3 separate regions of the Zea mays genome follow, and all the other regions are linked to region 1. A link is a contact called in public Hi-C data. All regions are on one chromosome and are shown on one strand. Each heading gives the region's core, a stretch centred on a gene start, on an enhancer-like site or on the middle of the called end of the contact. The rest is flanking DNA. Distances are from core to core; before and after follow the strand shown.

What was found. Hi-C and Micro-C count contacts between places; a contact is called where the count stands out from the background.
Region 2: a Hi-C map of leaf mesophyll shows a contact between it and region 1, with 1.7 times the contacts expected there. The contact joins the promoter of LOC100273552 here to the promoter of LOC100279491 in region 1. A contact is called at or near these places in 5 of 25 Hi-C or Micro-C datasets (ear, leaf, leaf mesophyll and 1 more).
Region 3: a Hi-C map of leaf shows a contact between it and region 1, with 10 times the contacts expected there. The contact joins the promoter of LOC100384812 here to the promoter of LOC100279491 in region 1. A contact is called at or near these places in 9 of 25 Hi-C or Micro-C datasets (bundle sheath, ear, endosperm and 2 more) and 1 of 3 datasets of contacts at active chromatin or transcription factors (leaf).

What each region holds. Positions count from the first base shown.
Region 1 is chr2:213,097,028-213,101,814 of Zm-B73-REFERENCE-NAM-5.0, forward strand. It overlaps LOC100279491 (primary amine oxidase), which reads left to right and starts at 2,225. Exons shown (of 4, transcript NM_001152492.1): 1 at 2,225-3,072; 2 at 4,276-4,666; 3 at 4,756-4,787. The coding sequence starts at 2,225.
Region 2 is chr2:213,301,082-213,305,868 of Zm-B73-REFERENCE-NAM-5.0, forward strand. It overlaps LOC100273552, which reads left to right and starts at 2,099. Exons shown (of 7, transcript NM_001147970.1): 1 at 2,099-2,249; 2 at 2,360-2,397; 3 at 2,492-2,719; 4 at 2,925-3,141; 5 at 3,254-3,411; 6 at 3,506-3,938; 7 at 4,027-4,787. The coding sequence starts at 3,268.
Region 3 is chr2:213,249,292-213,254,078 of Zm-B73-REFERENCE-NAM-5.0, forward strand. It overlaps LOC100384812 (O-fucosyltransferase 36), which reads left to right and starts at 2,758. Exons shown (of 4, transcript XR_002267351.3): 1 at 2,758-4,144.

The DNA of each region.
Region 1 (4,787 bases), core at 975-3,474:
CAGTGTGAAGCACCAAGAAATTTGCAGTGGGAAGCACCAAGAAATATTTACAGTATTCGGACCGGGTGTCACATCAGCTAGTCGTTGGCCAGCGCGCGCCCGCCGAAGAAAGTTGTTGGATAGGGTCCGGTGCACCACCGGACCGGTTCCTATAGATGATTTTGTGAATTATAAAAATAATTCCTATTGTAGAGTTCGTACGAACGGTTGGTGCACCACCGGAAAGGTCCGGTGCACCAGGTCGCGCAAAGCCTAAGTTCGGGCTCACTGCAGACGCGGTTCGGTGCGCCACCGGAACGATCCTGTGAGTCCCAGACCTAGGCAGAAAAGTCCTACGACTTAGACAAATATAGTTAGCACATAATTAAATTGACTGGGTGTGGGAAACTCATCTCGTCACTAAAGTTTCACCACGATTTGCATTTTTTGCTCAAACTAAGTCATGAAAGCACTTTTGACACAAAATAGAGTTAGAACTCAAACAAAAATGCTAGCAACATAGTGTTAGGCATATGCAGCTTATCTAAGTACTTAAACTTTGTGGGTTTACCCATTTACCCAAAGTTGCACTATCTACCCTCCATTTCATCTCTTTAGGACTTAGAACTTTCAAATTGCCTTCAAATGAACATGTACTCATACTCATATCGAACTAGTTAGTCCATGTCGGTGTATTGGACACTTGATCACCAAAACATGTAGAAATGACTATATAGCACATTTATCTTTCATGGTAAACTCCCAAACATATCTTGGAAAGACCCCTCAAAAAGAAACGTGTGGATATAGTCACCTAGAATGTTGTCAAATCTTGCTGAGAGAAGTGACGAACAATATGACGGAGGGAAAAAGAATAAAAGAGGTAATAGATGTATTTTTTATCGATTCGATGTTAGATCCTCATTCAACCATGATAAAAATTTCAGAATACATTGGATAAGTTTTTAACTCTAAAAAATTATTTGAAAACTAATCGTTTTGAAGTGTATAAAAAGTGAGTATAGCCGACTTTGCAACTCGGCCAGGCCAAGTTTCATAGGGCAGAAACTTTAGCCGGTCTAGCAAGAGGATATCAGGATATCATCGTCGTGGCGAGCTTCTGAACGCCTAACCCACTTTTGGGGCCTGGCCTTGCCAGATATGATGGTTGAACTAGCCGGTTTTGTCACTGCGGTACGTGGCCTGGCTAGGTTTAGCTAACGGTGCAGGCTGTATTTCTTAGGTTTCACACCATATTCTCCTTATGTTTATTTTATAACCAATAGTGTAACCTAGTTATAGGCAAAAGGACATTTTTGAGTGTTAACACATGTAAAGAAACGTGAATGTCTCAAAAACATTATGCGGCAATGAAGTGCGAAACTGTGAATGCCTTATAAACACATAACAACAATGTCCTAGAAGAAAACAAGAAAAAAATTATTCGTGTTTTAACATTAACCAAAATAATATAATTAAAATGGAATTGATAAAATAGTTCGTATGTACTTGTAAAACAAAAGGGATTTTTTTTTTGCAATCAGTGTTTTCGTGTTTTTACCTCTGTCATGTCTAGTTTTTTTTTACAGCTGACAGATGCCATGTTTACTTACCCTTTAGATTATATGATATAGCTTAAATAAGTTGAGAGTTAAACAAACAAAAACAAATTATTAGATGGATTATATAATTTAGATATCTAAATTATAATAATATATAATCAAGTTAATAGGTGCTTATATAATACATAAGCTGCATTATATAATCTGTAAGTAAACAAACAGGGCCAGAGCGAAGTAGGGGCGACCTGGGCAGCTGGAGTGAGGAAAACGCGCGGTACGCCGGTATAGCTATAGATGGCCAAAAAGCATGAGGCCCGTGAGTCCGGCACGAAGCCTACTTTTTGGGCCCGGTCCGAACCCGGCACGGTAGAATAAGCGGGCGGGCTTGGACAGAAAACTAGGCACGGCGGGCTAGCCCGGCACGGCCCGTTTACCTCTAAGCCCGTTAAGCCCGTTTTTTTATACTAAAACGTGCTTACCGGTCCGTTTAGCCCGTTTTTTCGTGCTCGGCCCGTTTAGGCCCGCTGCGGACCGGGTTTGGACAGAAAATTAAGCCCGCTGGCTCAGCAGGCCCGGTCCGGTTTTTGGCCGGGCTTCACCGGGCCCGAGCCGGGCCGGGCGGCCCGTTTGGCCATCTCTAGGTACAGCATTGGGAGCAACGAGATAGTCGTACAGCGATTCCAATGTTGGTGCGTTCTCAACACTCACCATTCAAACAGATGGCCCAAATGTCACACCACATGCTTCCTGTCCTCGTCGCCGCCGTGCTGTCCATCACCGCCGCAGCGTCGGCGGCCTCCTCCCATTCCCACCCCCACCCGCTCGACCCCCTCACCCCCGACGAGATTACGGCGGTCCGCGCCGCGGTGCTCGCCTCCCCGCGCGTCCCCGCCCGCCCGCTCACCTTCCACTACGTCGGCCTCGACGAGCCAGACAAGCCCGACGTCCTCGCCTACGCCTACGGCGGCTCTGGCTCGTCCTCCCGCCCGCTCCTGCCGCGGCGCGCACTTGTGATCGCCCGCGCGGGCGGGCAGTCCCACGAGCTCCGCGTGAGCGTTGCCAGCAACGGCACCTCCGCCGCCGTCCTCTCCCACGCCGTCCACAGCGGCGCGGGCTTCCCCGTCCTCACGCTCGAGGAGCAGTTCGCGGCGGTGGCGCTGCCGCAGGCGTACCCGCCGTTCGTCGAGTCAGTGCGGCGCCGCGGGGTGGACATGGACGACGTGCTCTGCGCGGTGTTCCCCGTCGGCTGGTTCGGTGGACGCGCCGGGACGACGGCCAAGCGGGTGGCGAAGATGCTGTGCTTCGTGGCCGGCCCCACGGCCAACTTCTACGCGCGGCCGATCGAGGGCATCACCATGGTGGTGGACCTCGACGCCATGGCCATCGTCGGGTACAGAGACCGGGTGACGTACCCCGTGCCCAAGGCCGAGGGCACGGACTACCGGGCCGGCAAGACCGGGCCGCCGCTGGCGCCGGGCGTCGCCGTGCAACCAGAGGGCAGGGGCTTCCACATTGACGGCCACGTCGTCAGGTAATTCAAAGAGAAAAAAAACATTGGTCAGTACTCAGTACCAACGTTACTCATTATTTCTGTTTTCTTGTCATCGATCACTGACAAATCATCTTTTTTTGATAATGGAAACAAGAGTTCCGGCTTTAGCATGATAATGCGTACAGCCAATACAAGTCGATTATTACAATTAAGAAACTGACAAATCATCTAGTCTCCATTATATGACCACCCCACGATCGCGATTGTTTAGATGCTTGTTTATTTCAGCTTCGTCGTTTCTCAAGAATTTGGCACTTGCTTGACAGTCTCAACTTAAACATCACAGCCCTCAAACTCTGCACTCTACTCTCTGCTGATAGTGTAGTAAATGCGTTGTGGGTTCCGTTTATTTGCAGTCTAACAGCATGTTCACTTGGTTTTAATTTATACCGGCTTCTACTGCTTCTATATTGTTTTGTCTCTATAGATGATATTAGTCTAAACAGCTGGTTTTAATATGAAACAAACAGCTTTTAAAACAGTCCGCTTGCCTTTTGTCCGTTTGAGGTTTGAAGTAGATCGAGGGCTGCACATGCAGTTGCGCCATGTAATTGGTCCAACTTTTCAACTTGCTTATACTAGAACATTTTTCACAAGAACCAGCTCGCAATGTAATATTGGCGTCTGGAAGTGGATGCACACCACGTGGGTTGGTCTCATGTTTTGTATAGGCTGATACATGCTTCACGTGGATAGCAACCGATTGTCCAAATATGGTTTGCTTCCGGTCTCTGAAATGTCAACCGCACGAACACGATGCAGCACTGAATTTCAAATGGGCTAGGTGGTTGCATGATGTCCACGTTGATGACAAGGAGGGCCAATACATTATACACTCGAATGCGACAGAGAAAAAAAAATCAGGCAATATTTTTTTGGCTGGTTTGAGAGTCCATCAACGTCGTTATCTTATTGAACTACTCTTTTTATATAATTAAACTCTACGAAGATCATTGCGACTGAGTTTTTAAAGTGGTAGGAGTACCTATATGTAAGAGAATCAAGAGTGATCGTGTGTGTTTATGTAATTATGTTTGTTTGTTTTTTTTGGGAAAAAAAAGAAATTGTGGCTATCTTTCACAGGATTTTCAAGAAGTTCAAAAATAAATTGGTAATGCAAACGTTGGCATTTATTTTTGCTGAACCTTCTCGTGCGTGGGGCCAATTCTTCTGCCACTGCAGGTGGGCCAACTGGGAGTTCCACGTGGGCTTCGACATGCGCGCGGGCACGGTTATCTCGCTGGCCTCGGTCCACGACCACGACGCCGACGCCGGCACGCGGCGACGGGTGCTGTACCGCGGCTTCGTCTCGGAGATCTTCGTGCCGTACATGGACCCGGTGGAGGAGTGGTACTACCGCACGTTCCTGGACGCCGGCGAGTACGGCCTGGGCCTCTGGGCGTTCCCGCTGCAGCCAGGCGCTGACTGCCCCGCCAACGCCGCCTACTTGGACGGCTCCTACGCCGGGCAGGACGGCAAGCCCGTCGGCGGCGAGAACAGGATCTGCGTGTTCGAGCGGTACGCCGGCGACGTCGCGTGGCGCCACACGGAGGCCGGGTTCCCGGACCGATTGGTGAGCAAGCCGGCAGCATGCAGCGAACAACTCTGAACTCTGAAGAGCGCGAACACGTTGTTTTGACGACGAGATTGTTCCCGGTGCAGATCACGGAGGTCCGGCCTGACGTGACCTTGGT
Region 2 (4,787 bases), core at 849-3,348, 200 kb after region 1:
ACGCCAGATCTGGAGGAGCACTGTTCTCCCCCCACGCTGCTTCGCGGCGACACCTCCGGTCGCGCGCGCCAGAAGAAATCACCGGCTCCGCTTCGCGGCAGTTGCTGGTGGGTGTGGATTCGTCGTCGATTCGAGTCTGCGATGGCGGCGGCGATGGCGGAGGACACCAACCTCAAGCCGGTGGTGCAGGTCGTCGACCTCCGGAGCATCGCGGTCACCGGGGCCCCGGGCTCCGGGCCCAGGTTCCGCGCCATCATCTCCGATGGCGTCGCCACGGGGCACACGCTCTTCGCCTCGCAGCTCTGCGACCTCGCGCGCTCCGGCGTCGTCCGCCGCGGCTCGGTCGTGCAGCTCCTCGACTACATCGTCAACAACGTCGGTCCGACCCGGAACAGAAAGTATCTCTCTCTCCCCTCTTCTCTCCTCTTCTGCCCCTCCCACCCGACTGGATCGATCTGTGTTCCATTTGGTTGCGCTCTTGTGGGTTTGGTTTATGGTTCAGGCCTACCAGGCTACCAGGCATACGAAATTGGGTCTAATCTGTTTGATTATGTGCTTGTTTGTTCGATCTAGTAGTTGCGTGAGAGTTGCATTCCGTTCAATTGGCCGTTGGCTTCGGATTTACCAGCGTATGTATTCATGCATTCCGTTAATGTTTGGTTCAGTGGATCTGTTCGCGCCATCATTTCAATCCGTCCCCGTGAACGGTGTTGCTGATTGAATTGAGTGTGTACTTGCCTCTTAATTTTTTTGTCAGAAATATACTAAACCATAATAAAAGTTATGTTCATAACCAAATTGAAACTCGCCAGCCATGAACGGATCAGAATTTTCATCTTCGTGGTGAAAACATAGCATGTCTGTGGTTTGGTATCTAGCTGTGCAGCCGATCAGTTTATACTTGCCTCTTAGTAATATAGTTTTACAGAATATGATAATTTGGGATAATGGATATGTTCCTAAGTAAATTGGTGTTCACTAGCCATGAATCTGTTAGAAATTTCCTCTTCATGATAAAATAGTGCTCACTAGCCAGGAATCGATTAGAAATTCCTTCTTCACAATAAAAAGCTGGTTTGTCTATGCTTTGGTATATGACCTTGCGACTAATGGTCGGTGTCCACTAAAAATCTTCTGTGACAGCATTTCAAGATCGTGGACAGGAGATACTTGGTTGCTCAGCTCGAGAGCTCAACATTTTTAAAGAGAACAAAGATCCTCGCTACACAGATGTCTTGAGCAATTGCTTGTATCAGAACTATTTGTTCAGGCTAAAAGTGAAAGAAGAACAATACGGCGATGTACGACAAGTGAAAAACACTGTGGCCAAGGTGGAGAGGGTGGATCCTTTGGCTGAGAGTAAAATTCTGCTTGATTCCATTTCAAGGTTTATACCATGAGAGTTTTGTTCTTACATCTATCAGCTGCTGGTAAGTGTGTTGCCCGCTTAGAAGTGGTAATTAATATGTAGCTTTCCCTACTCACACGCCCGGAGGTTTCTTTCTCGGATAGAATTCTATCATTCAACGATCACGGTAAGAGGAGCCCTGGTCCAGGAGGAGAACACACTTAAAATATCAAGCACTTCCATTTTTGTCCATACAAATGTATACACGAATTTGTCACTTCGATGTATGTATTTTGTTCAAATGTTTGGATGAGTGGACATAGTCAATGTTCCCAGCGTGCATAGTTCAAAACAAAGTAAAATGATTTTTAATAATTTTTTATAACGAAACAGTGGAGATCAACTTGAAAAAAAATTTCTAAACTTAATGCGTAGCCGGCCAAGCGTTTGAAAGAAGAGGAAAGAAAATAGAAAATAAAGTTAGTTATGTTAGTTATGTGGAAATGTATATTTAATGTGTAGAGGGATATATAGAGGAATTTATAGGGGGGACGGTTGCAGGACGGGTAAATATAGGGGAGAGAATCTTGCTGACGTGACTGCATAGTAACATTTAGGGGGAAAAATTTAGGGGGAACGGTTGCGGACAGTCTAAAAAGGTGTCTCTCTAGTACTGGATCAGTCCCTCTTCCTTTTCCCTCTCCTCAGTCCCTGTCTGCTGCTGCTAGACAGCACAAACTGCGGTCCGGTGCGCTCTCCTCGGCGGTGGAGTTGGAGCTGCAGTGCAGGGGAAGAACCGAAGAAGCGAGCTAGAGCCGCAAGAATGATAGGCGCCAAGGCCAACGCCGCCGGCCCGTGCCCGGAGTATGCGGAGGTCGACCCCACCGGCCGGTACGGACGGGTATGGAATCGCCGCTACCACTGTAGCTACTCCTACCACCGTTGTTTGACCCGTCTGCTCACCAATCCGCTGATCCGTTTCCCTGCATCTTTCCTCCTTGTTTAACGCAGTTCAGCGACGTTCTTGGCAAGGGCGCGTCCAAGATTGTGTAAGATCCGGCGCTGTTCTCGCCAAAGCTGCGTGCTTTCAATCTTGCTTGCCCACTGAGTCCCTGATCCGAGGTGCGTGTGCGGGGACTGCAGGTACCGGGCGTTCGACGAGTACCAGGGGATGGAGGTGGCGTGGAACCAGGTGAAGCTGCACGACTTCCTGCAGAGCCCCGAGGACCTGGAGCGGCTCTACTGCGAGATCCACCTTCTCAAGACGCTCAAGCACCGCAACATCATGAAGTTCTACACCTCCTGGGTCGACGTCTCCCGCCGCAACATCAACTTCATCACCGAGATGTTCACCTCCGGCACCCTCCGCCAGTAAGCGACCAACCTCCTCCGCACCTGTATCGCCTAAAAGTTGTTGCGGCCTTTTCAGATTATTTTCTCTCTCTCTCTCTCTCTCTCTCTCTCTCTCTCTCTCTCTCTCTCTCTCTCTCTCTCTCTCTCTCTCTCTCTCTCTCTCTCTCTGCTTGATTGCTTCTTGGACTGATTGGTCGTAGTTACGCGTCTATTGATGATTTAGGTACCGGCAGAGGCACCGGAGGGTGAACATATGGGCGGTGAAGCACTGGTGCAGGCAAATCCTCAGCGGCCTGCTGTACCTGCATAGCCACAATCCGCCCATCATCCACCGGGACCTCAAGTGTGACAACATCTTCGTGAACGGCAACCAGGGAGAGGTCAAGATTGGCGACCTCGGTCTCGCCGCCATCCTCCGCAAGTCCCACGCCGTCCACTGCGTAGGTAATCCATCTGATTCGCACACTAGCGAGAAATTATGTTGCCCGATCACTACTGGCAATAGCTGCGCGGTGATTTGATGGCGCTAGATGTGTCGGATCGGTTGGACAGGTACACCGGAGTTCATGGCGCCGGAGGTGTACGAGGAGGAGTACAACGAGCTGGTGGACATCTACTCGTTTGGAATGTGCGTGCTCGAGATGGTAACGTTTGAGTACCCGTACAGCGAGTGTACACACCCTGTGCAGATCTACAAGAAAGTGATCTCTGTAAGAAGGCCCCCTGGACCCTATGAGCAATTGTGATTCTGGTGTGCAGTTTGAAATGATCTTCCTGACTTCAGCTAGTTGTTTGATTTGGTAGGGTACTAAGCCAGAATCTCTGTACAAGGTGAAAGATCCAATGGTGAGGCACTTCGTCGAGAAGTGCCTAGCAACGGCATCTCAAAGACTGTCAGCAAGAGAACTGCTTGAGGATCCCTTCCTACAAAGTGATGACGTGGTTGCTTCTTTGGATGGTGGAAATTACCATGTGCCGGCCAATTATATACCTCAGCCTTCATATTTAGGGCATACCTACAGCAATGGCTCCATGATGAGTAATGGATTCTCAGAAAGCATTGATGAAGATGCTCTCAGTGAAGACTGCGAGGATGATGACATGAAAGGCCAAGATGGCATTGACCTGTTCAACGAGAATGAAGGTGAGCTTCTTGGCAATGTGGATATAACAATCAAAGGGAGAAAGAGTGAGGATGGAGGCATATTCCTTAGATTGCGGATTTCTGATGATGATGGTATGCACAATTTCTATGGCATAAACTTCTGAAGTTTTGAAAAATCGTTTTTGGTATCACTGAAAGTTGTTGTTTTTTTCATATGCAGGACGGGTACGCAACATCTATTTTCCTTTTGACGTTGAGGCTGATACCGCACTAAGTGTTGCTACTGAAATGGTAGCCGAACTCGATATAACTGACCATGAAGTTACTCGGATTGCTGACATGATTGATGGTGAGGTCAGTGCACTGGTACCAGATTGGAGGCCTGGTCCGGGCATAGAGGAGGCTCCTGACACTTCATACTGCCACGATTGTGGATCCATCGTGTCATCGTGTGGTTCACTTTACGCCTACATGTCATCAGGCCGTCGAGGTTGCCAATGTGCAGAGGTACATGGGCGGTTTGAGGAGATCACGTTCGAAGCTGATGGAGAGCAGTGTGATTTGCAGGAATCTGCAGGCAGCTCTGATGATGGAGGTGGCCCAACAGAGCACTATGTCAAAGGCAAGGAGTCCACTCATGTGAATGGCCTTCTACAGATGGGTAGAAGAGATCTTTCTAATCAGCTTTGCTTCAGTTCATTCCAAGAGCAATCATGTTCATCTAACCATTATGAGAACGAAACTAACCATCACACAAATGGGTTCGACATGAAGCATGAGGTAAAGATTGCCAAGTACAAAGCACGGAAAATGGCACAGTTAAAGAGGGCTATCCATCCATCTCTTGACTTCGACAATGCAAATGGAGTAAATAGGATGAAGCCTTCACTGAACAAGCTGCAATCTTTCCATATTGGAAAGAACCACAGTTTCCGGGTACCGACCGGTGACCGAAGCCCGGGTAAAGTAAGTACGGATTAC
Region 3 (4,787 bases), core at 1,508-4,007, 150 kb after region 1:
ACCCGGGGGCCCGTAGGTCGAGACGGTCGTCAGTCGGTCCCAGGTTGACCACATATGGTACCCCGGAAGGTTAGGATATGCCTTTATGAAAGCGCTCACCGAAGTGGGGTCGCTTGGTGGATCGAAGCTGAATCTAAAAGGCACAGGGTGGAAAACGGACGGTACCTTTTGATCGATGGATGGTGACGAAGTCGCGTCGGGGACGGACTGCACCGTTATCTCAGGTACAAGGCTAACGCCCAGCAAGTCCTCCGCGAGGTGTTGGCGTCATCTGTCCGCTTGGGGAAACGACACTCGTCGTCGTCTCAGGCGCGAGGACAACGCCCAACATGTCCCCCGCTGGGGTGCCAGCGTCGTCGACTCGCTCGACAGCCGACGAGGTGCCGCCTCCTGCCTGGCCACGGTTGCCCTGCCTCCTCCTCCTACGGCGAGGAAGGCGACGGGACAAACCCGAATGCTGCTCTTCCGCCACGGGGGGAAGACGTCGTCGAGTCCGCCGCCGCCGGGCGAGCTGACGACCGTTGTTGTCGCCGCCGCGCTGCGGGGGAAGGAGTATCATGTCGTAGCTGCCGTCGAGGGACATGAACTCAAGACTCCCGAAACGGAGCAGCGTCCCGGGCTAAAGAGGTTGCTGGAGACTACCCATCTGGAACTCAACGGGAAGTTGTTCGTCAACACGCAGCAGGCCCCTACCTGGCGCGCCAACTGTCGGCGTTTCGACCCCGGGGGGTCCCTGGACCGACGAGTAAAATTGTCGCTGCGTGTCCCAGCCTAGATGGGTTGGCGCGAGATGGAACACAAGGGGGAAAACGCGGCTCGTGTTATCCTGCGCCAGGGGATGCGCTCGTAGTAGGGGTTACAAGCGTTCGCGCGAGAGAGAGGGTGAGCCTGTTCGTCAGTCCATTCTCCCGCGCGACCCTCTCGCGTGAAGGCCCTGGACCTTCCTTTTATAGATGCAAGGAGAGGGTCCAAATGTACAATGGGGGTGTAGCTATGCGCTAACGTGTCCGGCAGAGAGGTGCCTGAGCACTGTGTACATGCCAATGTGGTTGTCGGAGAGGTGCTAGAGCCTTGCGTACGCGGTATCGTGGTCGTCGGAGGAGCGCTTGAGCCCTATAGAAGCACAGCTGTCGGGGCTGCTGGGACCTTGCTGACATCTCCTTGCTTCCGTAGGGGGCTGAGAACCACCGTCGTCATGGACGCACGCGGGGAGCCATCATTACTTGTTACCGGGGCGAGCCTGGATGGGACGCCGGTCTTGTTCCCCCGTAGCCTGAGCTAGCTAGGGGTAGGGTAATGATGCATCCCTTGTGGCGCGGTCGGTCTGAGTCCAAGGTCGGGCGAGGCGGAGACTCATCCTGAGGCCGAGGCCAGGGTCGAGCGAGGACGCGATTCCTCCTGAGGTCGAGGTTGAGGCCGAGCCCTGGGGTCGGGCGAGGCGGAGACCACCTTTCGAGGCCGAGGTTGAGGCCGTGCCCTGGGGTCGGGCGAGGCGGAGACCACCTTCCGAGGCCGAGGCGGGGGCCGAGCCCTAGGGTCGGGCGAGGCGGAGACCTCCTCCTAAGGCCGAGGCCCAAGGTCGGGCGAGGCGGAGCTTCCTGTTGCGCCTGAGGCTGAACTTAGCTGTTGTCAGCCTCACCCTGGCAGGTGGCACAGCAGTCGGAGAGGGGCGAGCGGCGCTGTTTTCCTGTCAGGTCGGTCATTGGAAGGGTGAAGTGACTGCGGTCACTTCGACCTTGCCGACTGAGGCACATGTGTCAGGATAAGGTGTCAGGCGATCCTCGCATTAAATGCGCCTGCGATACGGTCGGTTGGTGAGGCGATTTGGCCAAGGTTGCTTCACTACGAAGCCTGCCCGAGCTGGGCTTCGGGCGAGTCGAGGGTGCGCCCGTTGCTTGAGGAGGTCCTCGAGCGAGGCGTGAATTCGTCTGGGACTACTGTTCCCGCCCGAGGCTGGGCTCGGGCGAGGCGAGATCGCGTCCCTTGAGTAGACGAAGCTTTGACCTGAATCGTGCCCATCAGTCTCTGCAGCTTGTGCTGATGGTGGTTACCAGTCGTGTTTAGGAGTGCTGGGGTACCCCTAATTACAGTACCCGACACTCGCGTTCATTTTAGATTTTATAGCGATCGGTTAGGATTCTGAACTTAACAGCCAAGAAACCAAAAAATTAAAACGACAAAAGGAAGCCGTGCCCCCGCAAGGCTAGGGGCTGGATTTCGGCGGACCATTCACGCACATGTCGTGCGCCCGCGCCCAGGCGAGGCGAGCGAGCGCGCGCGTGTGGCTCTCCACACTCTCTCATCTCATCGATGACTTGGTGAGTGAGTGTGACCTCCATATTTAAACTAGTTCCACTTCACTTGGACTAGCAATATGGTACTATTAGTCCAGTATTCTCTAGCCACACATACATGAGCTTTTGAGATTTTCCTAAGATTTAATTGAATTTCACAATGGGCCTAGCCCATAAATTCGAACTGACCATATCCTCGTGGAATGAGTTCCTACTGTTTGATCTTCGTATTTGAACCATAAAAAATAAAACTTCGATTCTCAGTATTTAGGACAATAACCTCGTCAGCGTCAGTCTAATTCAATATCAAATGGAATCGAGGTTTCGAGTCAACTGAAATTTCAGTGGTTAGAGACAACAGGATGGTATTGGTATGCTACATTGCCACATTGGCAATGTACGGTATTTCTCGGCAGTAGGCTAGCAAAAAACTAGAAGTCTAGAACCACCGTTTGGTTCAACAGTCACCGTCATCCACCCTCCGTCTTCCCCCCACCCGTCCGTCACCAGTCACCACCTCACTCCACGTCTCCTCGGTCCCTCCCGCGCTGCTCACTGCCCACCGACACTCTCCTGCGCTGCGCCGCCATGGACCGCGACCCTTCCGTCTCCGACGAGGACGACGACCTCGAGACCCTCGTACCACAGAACCACGCCAAGCCCCCGTCCCCCTCCGCCCGCTCCCGCTCGCCGCCCTCCTCCTTCAGCGTCGCCGCGCTCCGTCCGACGCTTCCGTCCTCCGCCGCCTCCCTCCGGCGCGTCCTCTGGTCCCGCCGCTACCTCGTGCTCTTCGTTTCCCTCCCGCTTCTCTTCCTAATCCTCTTCTTCTCCTACGGGGGTGCGTCCTCCCTCCGCCTGCCCGCCTCCATCCGCCTCCCCTCCGCCGCACCCGCCGCCGACCCCGCGGCCTCCCGCATGCGCGAGGCCGAGCTGCACGCGCTCTACCTCCTCCGCTCCCAGCGCTCCGGTCTCCTCAGCCTCTTCAACCGCACCGCAGCCCCCACCAACGGCTCCGCCCCCGCCCCCATCTCGCTCTCCGATCTCCAGTCCGCGCTCGAGAGCCAGATCAAGATCAACCGCGAGATTCAAGCGGCGCTCCTCTCCTCGCACCGCTCAGGGTCCGGCAATGCGACCGAGGACGGCCTGGATCTCGATCTCCCTTTCTCCGGCTGCAGGAAGAGGGAATTGCCGGCCAGCCGGCGGACCATTGAGTGGAACCCCAAGAAAGACCGGTTCCTCCTAGTCATCTGCATCTCCGGGCAAATGTCCAACCACTTGATTTGCTTGGAGAAGCACATGTTCATGGCAGCGCTTCTTGGACGTACCCTGGTGGTGCCCAGCCAGAAGGCAGATTACCAGTATGATCGGGTGCTTGATATCAACCACATTAATGACTGCATTGGGAGGAAGGTTGTGATCACCTATGAGGAGTTTGTGGAGAAGAGGAAGAAAGTGGCCATCGATCAGTTCATATGCTATGCAGCCTCGCCTCCATGTTTCCTTGATGAGGAACATATTAAGAAGCTGAAAGGACTTGGGATTTCTCTGAGCAAGATTGAGGCAGCTTGGCCAGAGGATGCAAAGCTGAAGGAGCCAAAGAAGAGATCTGTTGGGGATATTGCACCAAAGTTTTCGACAGAGGCTGAGGTCCTTGCCATTGGCGACATGTTTTATGCTGACATGGAGGATGAGTGGCTGAATCAACCTGGTGGTCCATTGGCTCACAAGTGCAAGGCATTGATTCAACCAAGTAGGCTCATAGTGCTCACTGCTCAACGTTTCGTCCAGACTTTCTTGGGAGGAAACTATATTGCCTTGCATTTTCGACGGCATGGATTCCTGAAATTCTGGTGAGATACACAAGATCTTTTAACCTGCTGAACATTATCTATCTGTGGATTTTGTGAGACAAACATATTATAGTGGTCGTATTTACTTTTATAAGTTTATGCCCGATAGGCTATTGCAGTAGATGGCTTCCTCTTTTGTTACACATCTTGGGAATTCTAGGCTAGTCACAATCGTATCCTCTTTTAGTTATTCCATGATTGCTGTTCCTTTGGACAGTGCAATTGGAGTCCCCTTCTGTGATGCACATACAAAACCAGGCACTTGTTCTGACAAAGAATATTTGGACTCGATTCTAGATGCTTCTCTCAGATTTATGGAAAATTTTATACCGCAAATCAGCATCTGACATCTGCACAGTTGATCAAACTACTTTGTGCTTGGTTAATAAAGTTATTCAATCGAGTGCCTGCTTAATAATGAATTTACAATACCAATGTACGGTAGATATGATAGAGTAGTATGTTCCATAGCTTACTTCCATTAATTATTCTCGGTGATGTTGAGTGATTTTGTCTGCTCTAGCGTTGACTATTGCATCGAAGAACTATCCTTGTTAGTCTTGTAAGTTGACTTTGTTTTGTTGGATCTGTAAGTTGACCTTGTTTTCTTGGATAATTCTACATAATGCGCAGTTTCTGAGAA